Regions from separate parts of the Columba livia genome. Here region 1 is linked to region 2. A link is a contact called in public Hi-C data. All regions are on one chromosome and are shown on one strand. The core of a region is the stretch at or near the end of the contact, and the rest is flanking DNA. Distances in the headings are between cores, read along the strand shown. Region 1 overlaps ZCCHC14 (zinc finger CCHC-type containing 14). Region 2 holds the start of SLC7A5 (solute carrier family 7 member 5).

What was found. Hi-C and Micro-C count contacts between places; a contact is called where the count stands out from the background.
Region 1: a contact with region 2 is called in a Hi-C map of crop, with 2.3 times the contacts expected there. The contact joins the enhancer-like site here to the promoter of SLC7A5 in region 2. A contact is called at or near these places in 2 of 2 Hi-C or Micro-C datasets (crop and liver).

The regions. Positions count from the first base shown.
Region 1 is chr13:7,229,672-7,234,508 of bColLiv1.pat.W.v2, reverse strand. ZCCHC14 (zinc finger CCHC-type containing 14) reads right to left here. Exons shown (of 13, transcript XM_021290656.2): 3 at 4,440-4,513; 4 at 1,732-1,803; 5 at 1,426-1,535. Among named protein-coding and RNA genes, the nearest start is that of MAP1LC3B, 24 kb to the left of the region's middle. Within about 2 kb of position 2,513, at least 2 of the 3 cell types and tissues checked have an H3K27ac peak away from gene starts, as active enhancers do.
Region 2 is chr13:7,026,636-7,030,892 of bColLiv1.pat.W.v2, reverse strand. It overlaps SLC7A5 (solute carrier family 7 member 5), which reads right to left and starts at 2,543. Exons shown (of 10, transcript XM_021290674.2): 1 at 1,863-2,543. The coding sequence starts at 2,448.

The DNA of each region.
Region 1 (4,837 bases), core at 1,264-3,763, 200 kb before region 2:
CAGCAGATGCAGAGTCTGGCAGCGCAGGGAAAGAAGCTACAAAACCTACGTCACGTTTTCCTGGGATTGCTTTTGGGGGAAAAAATGGCAATTTCCGAAAACTTTGCAACGTATAAAGTGTGTTCTATCAACATGACTAGACTTCTTGTTGCTATGCAAACTTGATAGCCTTTTGCCAAGATTTGAAAACGTATAGAAAATTGTTTAAAGAAGAGCATTTTGACCACATCTTTGCCATCTTGAAAAGGTCTTCGAGTAAAAAATAATTCAGCTATCCACACACGCCCACCAATGTGCTTTCCATTTTCAAATATCACAGCTCATTGCTGAATTTTTCAAATCCGTAGTGCTCAAAGCAGCTCCTTTCTCTGCTCTGCTGTATAAACGCAGATCGCTGCTCTATTAACCTACATTTATAGCGACTGTTGCCAGCTCGACAGCGGCAACGCGCGTTTTCTCTTCCCCTCCCCGATTCTCGGCAGCGAGCTCGCGATCCTCAGAGCACAGAAGGGAATGTTTGAAATATTAACGCTGTTTGCCATGAAAAATAATCTCAGTGTGCACCTGCTGGCCCTGGTGATGGAAAACCAACATCCACCGCGGTTCTGCCAACGGCGGACAAAAGTCTGGCTTCACTTAGGGAAAATAGGCGTTTAGAAACAGTTAATTAGTATTTTTTGAAAGTAATTTAATACTTTGTATAAAGACAAGAGTAGGTGAAAATACTTTTAGTCCCTCAAATCTTCCCAGCAAAACTATTTCAGTATTTAGAAAGAGAGAACTGACGTGACTTGCCACAGAAGATGAATTTAAAAATGGTGGTTTAGATTAGATAATGGCTGGGAGATTTGTGATAATGTGAGGAGGTACTACTTAAGGCTTCCAAAATTTCTTAGCTGTTAATGGCCTCCAAAAACGTAATGGTAGAATATATACATACTTAGCTTTTTTAAATTAAAATAATACCACGCCAACCTAAAACAACGGAGACAATTAAAAACTCTGTGAAAGGGTAGGGGGGAAAAAATCCCCACAACCCATCCCTCAATCCAGAAGGATGACTACACATGCAACTATTCTTTCCTGAGTTTTGGGGTTTTTCAAGCAGTTTTGGCTATTTTTTTGAGGTTCTGCAAAGCCAATGATCCTGTTTTGAACAAGGGATCAGGAAATGTCAGTTCTCCAGGAAGCTTAATACAGGATATTACTACCATATGTATTGCTGAAGAAAGAATTCCTGAAAAATTCTGATGCACTGGAATTAGTCGAACATCAAGAAATAATGCTTAGGGATCAGGCTCTTATTTCTTGAAAGTAATTTAGAATATGAACATAGTATTTATGTTTCCTGTTTGTTTCCTCCGGCTGGTGAAAAAAGCCAAGTGTCAAGACAAAAACCCCACAATAACAGAAAGGCCAGCACACCTAAGGTCCGATTCCAGGTCCATGTGGTTCCGTTCCAGGTAAAATGAATCTGGACCAGCAAGGCAAGGAATGAATTTCTCCAAGTTTTCCTCTGGATACAGCTGAGACAGCTAAAAGTGGAGCATATTACAAATAATAAATGAAAAGAAGACTTGTTACTCATACGAGATTCAAGGAACAGCAATTTACAAGTCAAACATTTTATGAAATTCAATCTATCTGTATTATCTCAGTATGTTTTGAAAAACAAACACAATTACAAAGAGGGACAAAACATCTCTCCAATATTTTTCATATTGCCTTTACCTTTGAAATAAATTCAGTCACTTCAGTGGAAGATTTGGTTACCGTTGTCACTGAAGAATCAGACCACAGGACCTAAGGGAGTAAAGAGTGTTCAGTTTAGTAACTAATAGTCAGGGATTTGGTTCTAAAACATCAATAATTAATATCAAATGTTCCTCACAAACTTCAAGGAAGTTTGTGAAGTGTGACATCAACAAGGAAAAACTATTTTTGTGCACAAGTCACTATTACTCAGTCCTCCCTCCCTGCCTGATTCTTGCTGTTATTTTACTTAATAACTTCTGAACGCTTAAAAAAGCACTTGAGAGTTTCCACAGCCCTCGCGCTGCAGACATCCAGTATTAAGAAACAGGCTACTAAGTAATGGAAATTTTTTGTTAAAGAATTTTCTCTTGTTTTTCTTAAAGAAAACAGCTGGTTTGTAGAATCTGATGTACAACACGAATAACTCGCCCCAGCACAACGGTGCCTGTTTATAACTAATCAACTCCATGTGCCAAAGTTGAAGGCGGCAGCAAATCACCCCATTGCAAGGAAAAAAAGGGCAAAACCTTTGAAATGAAACCTGTGGTTTCTGCTCTAGCTACGCGCTTTAGGCACCATCTTGTACATGCCCTAGAAAAAAGAAATAGTACAGTATCTCTTCCCATATGCTTTCTGCATTAAGTCATTACATTCTTAGATACAGAGGCATTGATTGGTTGGTAAGTGATTAGTTTAACTGAGCCAAAAGTCAGGATTTCTTGGCGCTACGGAGATCGGCACGAGACTGGTGAACGTTAAGTCCCTTCGGACTTAAAATATCGATTCCAAGCAGACAGATCCTCTGCAGTTCTATAGGGGAAGAAGCTGGATTTATGTATTTAAGAACCAGGAGTCCATCTTCTCACATGACACCAGTTTCAATGACAACTGGAAACATACACAAGGTTTTTCCAGCCATCAAAATGCTGCCAAAAAGACTGGTGAGAGGAGCGGATTTCAAAATACATTACATAATGGTGGAATTTCCTCTCTGCAGAGCTGTTACACAAAAAGTAAGGGGGGAGGAGGGAAGAAAAGAAGAGAACTTGAGCAGTTCCTGGTTTTACAAAGCCCGTGAGTTTGGTTTTTGTATCTTTTTAAGTTTGTGATAAATTAATACATTTTTAGATTAATAAAAAAATTTACAAAATATAGGAGAAATTTCTCTTCCTAGTTTTGTAGTAACATTTGTTACGAGTTAGATTTTGCTCACTTATGCTGACTTTCAATACTTATAAGACAATAAATGCAGGGAACTACAGCATTGCCAAGCGATGCTGAAAACACTCAACAGCTCTTTCTATTGACCTTCTATTCCCAAGCTACTACACCAAATGTTTAATAGTTGGGGTTTCTAACCCAGCAAACAGCACTTTATTAGCTCAGTTAAAACTATATATTGTTCTTTCAGTTCCAGGCCGTCAAGTGAAATACCGGTAAAAGTAATTTCTGGTATTTATAGAAAATTATAATAGGAAAAGATGTTTCACAAGATGCTAATATGTAACCGGAGTCTGCATACTTCATAAAGACTTTTGAAAGCCCTGGAAAATATCCTTTCTAATACTGATGACATTTGGAACAATCATGGGATTCAGAAAATTCAGAACGTTATTCATTGGGTGGTAGCTGGAAAGAAAAACTGCCTTTTTTTTTTAAAGTTGTACATAATTTAAGTTCAACCATTTATTTTCTTTCGGGTTCTCCTTTTCTCACCGTTTGGCTCCGTTGCCTCACTAAGCAAAGCAAAGACGACACATGGGCTTTGCATTCTGCATTTTGGAATCCACTGTTCCAACGAGATGGGAGGAAAGCAGTTTGTCCGTCTTCCTCCGGTCTCCGCTATTCACACGAGGTTTCATTGAACAGAGTTGTCCCTCCGAAATTGTAGCAATGACCAAACCTCAAAAGCTGCGTAAAACCAGGGGGCAGAGCTGCTTCTCCTGCATCCCGTGGTGAACCACCCTCCACAAACTCTTCTCGCTTCCACTTTTCATTTGTCTGGCTCCGATTTTCAGACAACGGTTCCTGTTATGGGGTTTTTTTCTGCTAGATTAAAACCCCCTTTACCGTAAAATATTGTCTTCCCTTTGAAAGCGCTTTTATGATACTCCAGTAACCTTTTAGCCATGGTCTCCAAATATGCAGCGTTTTCCTCAAACCTTAATAATTTCCGTAGCTATTTTCTGGACTCTCCAACACCCCCATTAAAACCAGTAACACCTGAACCATCTCCCGCAGTCCCGCTCTCCCCTCAGTGCTCAATGACCATCCTGCCTCTTTTCCCATACGTGCAGCACTGCCTTGGGAATCTAAATTCCCTTGTTTCTCCAGACGAAGACTTAAATTTTGTCTGTTTTCTGCACTCCAGCACATAGATGCCCATTCTGTAAGCGTGGCATAATATTTTCCCCTAAATATATAAATTGTCAAAACGAGTGAATATTTTTATTTTGCCTCTGTCCCACTCTGCATCATCCACAGAAGTTCCTCAAGAGCAATGTAAGGCTACTTCCAAATCATTGATTACAAAATCTGACCAGCACCTATCCACAAGGAGCTGCACTAGACCAGCTTCTGGGATCTAACAACACAGTTTGAGAATTCCTTTAAACTCCTCCTTAATTATTATCCTCCCTTCTTTTATAGCAGAAAACAAAAAAACCCCAATCACCAAAACTTACCTCAAAGGAATATTCAACATTTCTTTCATTCTTCTTGTGTGCCAGTCCCTTTAACTCCACTTTTTCAACACTCACTATGAAAAAGCAAAGAGAAAAGAAGAATGAGAAGGATATTCTTAAACATATGGAAAAGTGGGGAAGTTTTTGGTAGTGCCAGGACTTGGTTTGGAAGCACCAGAGACTCACGGTGCTGCCATACGAGCACAGCTCCATGACGCTTTGAATTCCAACCTTCATTTCAGCCAGTACCCAAACAATACACTACATGCAAAGCTCTTTATTTCCTCATGGCCTTATCGTACCACTCATCAGCGTAATAACGGTACACAAACACGCGTGGATTTATCTTAATAAGATCCAGTAGCAAACACTGTCCCTCCGAGGAAAAACTGGTGCAC
Region 2 (4,257 bases), core at 1,294-3,793:
TTCTGCTTCAGGAAAACTACTAATTGCTAACAAAAGCAAGTTGGAGACATTTATATGACTTATTAGAGAAGCATAACTGGGAATGAGACCTGGCATGAAGAAATTCCGGACTGTGACCCACCCTGTCACTGAACAGGTCCCACCACGGGCAAATCTGCTTTACCCCCTGTTTGTTTCCTGATCTGTAAAATGGGAATAGAGACGGCTCACCCCACCTATTTTGGGGAAGATCCCGCAGATGAAAAGTTACTTATTATTAGAAACATGTTATTAAAGGCCTAGTCAACTACAATATGCTCTTGCACAGCAAAACTTTGACTTACATAAAACAATAAGAAAGTCCATCTAATCAATGCTGTTACCTTCTCAGCAAAACACGTGAAGCCACGTGCGTGCATGGCCCTTTCTTCTGTGCCACTGAAGAAACCACATTGCAGACCGGCAGGAAAGCTCTAAAAACAGATTTTCCCAAGGCAGGAAACCCATCAGCAGAACTATTTTCTAACCCTGCAACAGCTTTCTCAGCTGGGTGACTGTATTTCCTTAATACACACACTTCGCTAAAAACTTGAGATGCAAAGTCCACACACCCATCTACTTGCCCTGATACTCCTAAAAATTTAGCTGGGGAATAAGTAAGTTTCAGTCTTGCCCAAAGAAGATGAAATTTGCTGCCCTGCCTGTTTTTTATCTTATATGTACCAGCCACATACCATATCTACCAAAGACTCAGTTTGTGTATTAAGACATTCGCAGAAAATGTATCTTCCATAATGAACATGTGCTGCAACTTTTGAACGCCTGCGATGCTCAGAGGGGGACGGAATCCAACACAATCTCCCTTTGGACAGCACAGAACAAGTAGACTTTGCTTCACAACCTCAAAATGGAAAAATAAAAAGATCACACAACTCTAACTTTGTACAGCAAATCAATGCTTTACAAAAGCCTCACAAAAATTATGGCCTCTCCCAATATCCACCTGCACAATGGCACAAGAACTACCAGTGGAGTGGAACACAGACCGAATAGAAAATGGGGGGAGAAAGGCAGAAAATGAATGGTCCAGTATTTAAAGAACAGATTTTGATGGGGTGACTTTGCAATCAATGGAAAAATGGGGCTTCACTGGCAAAACCACAGACCCCAAAATACCAGAGAGACAATAAAAACTGCAGCAGGAGAGATTTGTGTGCCCTGGCCGACACCAGTGGCCCCAAGTTCACCACAGCACGACCAAACTTCTCTGCAAGGCGACTTCCCACGAGATACCGCGTTTACTAGCAAAAAAACCCACAGGTTTTGAGCATGTTACCCGTGCACACCCAGCCGAGAAACCTCTCATCTCAAAACTGGTGCTGAAAACATCAGGCACTGCAGCACAGGCCGTGTTCAGCACCGGTTGCTTGTGACAGATAATTTCCCAACTGCACGTTATCCTAAGCTGTGTCTGCACAAAACCGCCCATCCCAGGCTCCGCAGCGTCTCAGCACTGCAGGGCTGCGAGGGGATTTTCCCCTGCCCCAACACGACAAACCCCATTCCAGCGCACGGGCAAAATGCACATTACATTTCTCACACGCTGCTCGCTGCGCTGCTGGAAATCAGAGAGGTTAGCTAGCACACAAGAGGCAGTTTGGAAATGTTTTGCTCGATTTATTAGGGATGTGGCTACATTTCCTACTCACGCTGTTCAAAACAGCCAAAACCCACCCCAGTGTGCAGCCAGTTTAGCACAGGAGAGATGGTGCATCTCCTACAAAGCAATGGGCTCAAGGCAACCGGCTGTTCGGGTGGACTTTTTGGGGAAGGCGATGGCGAGCGGGAGCCACGTGGGACAGCAGGAACCTGCGGGTACTTACGGACACACAGACAGGCCACCAGCTTGGCGGCCTCATCGGGCACCGGACAGGTGGGGAAGATGGGCTTGAGCAGGTATGTGGCGAAGACCAGAGCCACGATGTATTGCGAGGAAGGCCGGATGATGAGCAGCTCTATCCAGAGCTTGAGGAAGGCGGGCAGGGAGCCGTACACCTCCAGCATGTAGGCGTAATCCCCGCCAGATTTGGTGATGGTGGTGCCCAGCTCAGCGTAGCACAGAGCACCCACGATGGAGAAGGCCCCGCAAACGGCCCACACCACCAGCGACAGCCCCGGCGAACCGGCCTCCCGCAGCACGCCGGTGGGGGTAACGAAGATGCCGGAGCCGATGATGGTGCCCACGATGATGGCCACGCCGTTGAGCAGCGTGATGGAGCGCTGCAGGGTCACCCCCTCGCCCTCGGCGCAGGGCGAGCGGGCGCAGCCGTTCTCCTGCGCCCCGCCGCCCGCCGCATCCAGCATCTTCTCCATCGCCTGCTTCTCCTCCTCCTGCGCCAGCGAGGAGGCCGAGCCCGCCGGGCTCCTCTTCTTCACGCCGTTGCTGCTGCCGGTGCCGCCGCCCGACATGGTGGCGGAGCGCGGAGCGAGAGAGAGCGCGGAGCCGGGCGGGCCGCGCCGCCGCCACCATGCAGCCCCCCCTTTTGTTCCGGCAGCGGTGGGCGGTGTGAGGAGAGCGCCTCCCGCCGAGGCGGGGAGCGGGCCGGCCGCCTTTCCGGGAGGAGGAGGACGGCAAGGGCGAGGAAGGAGGGTGTGGAGCGCCCCAGGCTGCTCGGGCACCCCCGCAGCGGCGGGGTTGGCCGCCCCCTCCCCGGCGCATCCACCTCCTGCGGACCGAGGGACCCCGCGGGGAAAGGGGGGACAAAGGGATCAGTGCAGCCCCCCAAACACCTCTGGGGTACAGGGGGGCTCTTGGGTGGCAGCTGCCAGAGGGGGGGGCTTGTTACCATTCATCCTTCTGCCGACAGCGGGCTGCGTGTTCTTATGAAGGAGAATGTGTCTGTGTCTCCAAACCTAAAGTTCAGCAAAACCTGCAACTCCCAGTTCCTCCCCAGCCCCATCTGATTTCAGCACACTTGCACACTGATTTCAGCACACTTCTGTTTCACAGAATCACAGAATGTCAGGGGTTGGAAGGGACCTGGAAAGCTCATCCAGTGCAATCCCCCATGGAGCAGGAACACCCAGATGAGGTTACACAGGAAGGTGTCCAGGCGGGTTGGAATGTCTGCAGAGAAGGAGACTCCACAACCCCCCTGGGCAGCCTGGGCCAGGATCTGCCACCCTCACTGAGAAGAAGTTTTTTCTCATATTTAAGTGGAAACTCCTGTGTTCCAGTTTGTACCCATTGCCCCTTGTCCTGCCATTGGCTGTCACCAAGAAGAGCCTGGCTCCATCCTCCTGGCACTCACCCTTTCCATATTGATCACCATGAATGAGGTCGCCCCTCAGGCTCCTCTTCCCCAAGCTAACGAGACCCATTTGACACATTCACTCCAGCCCAGGCCAAGGCCCCATCACTGCATCACCTGCGTTTCTGCAGAGGCACCGCCTGTCACTGCACATGCCAAGATCGCCAAAAAGACTTTTTTGCAAAAGAAAAATATTAAATTCACCGATCTGGCAAGCACGCAGGCAAAATGAACAACTTCTACCACACTACCTTGGTGAAGGCAAAGGTTTTGCATCCAAGGAGACTTACTTGGATAATTCACAACACTGTCCAAGGAGCCAATTCTTTAGCAAATCCAGATTCCCTCTTGTCCTTGTGGGACAGGTGCAGAGGCTAAAACTGAAAGCTCTGATTCTCCGAAACAATCATTCCCATCGAGAGGTGGAACTGGTACCTTTGAGGAGCTGTTTTTCAGCAAGCGATTAGTTGGTGTCACACCACAAGTCGAACACAAGGTCAGTGTCCTCCTTCCCCAGACCATCCTCCTCCTTGAAAGCTTCAGACATGTGAGTCAGGAGGTTTTCTGCAAGATACCCCAGAGAAACTCAAGATCTGCATTCTGGGGGAAAAAAATAACATTTTTAGTAACATTTTAGGGTACCTGGCACTGGTAATTGGCATCACCACCACTCCCAGCCATCACAGGAATCCTTGCAGTGCTGATCAGAACCTGACACCTAGTGGCTGCTGGCTCAGGGGCTTCAAACTGTGCTCACAGCTTCTTCGTGGCTATAATATTCCTATATTTAGGAAAAATGCTTAGACAAAAATTACCTTTGCACCGAGCACATTATTTCCTAGTTTTCAAAGAGAAATGGGAGCCTGAAGAGATGGCAAAGACTATGGAAATTGATTCAAAATAAACAGCAACACATATTTATCACACAATTTTCCTGAAACACCCAAAGCCTTTCTTTAGCTTTCTA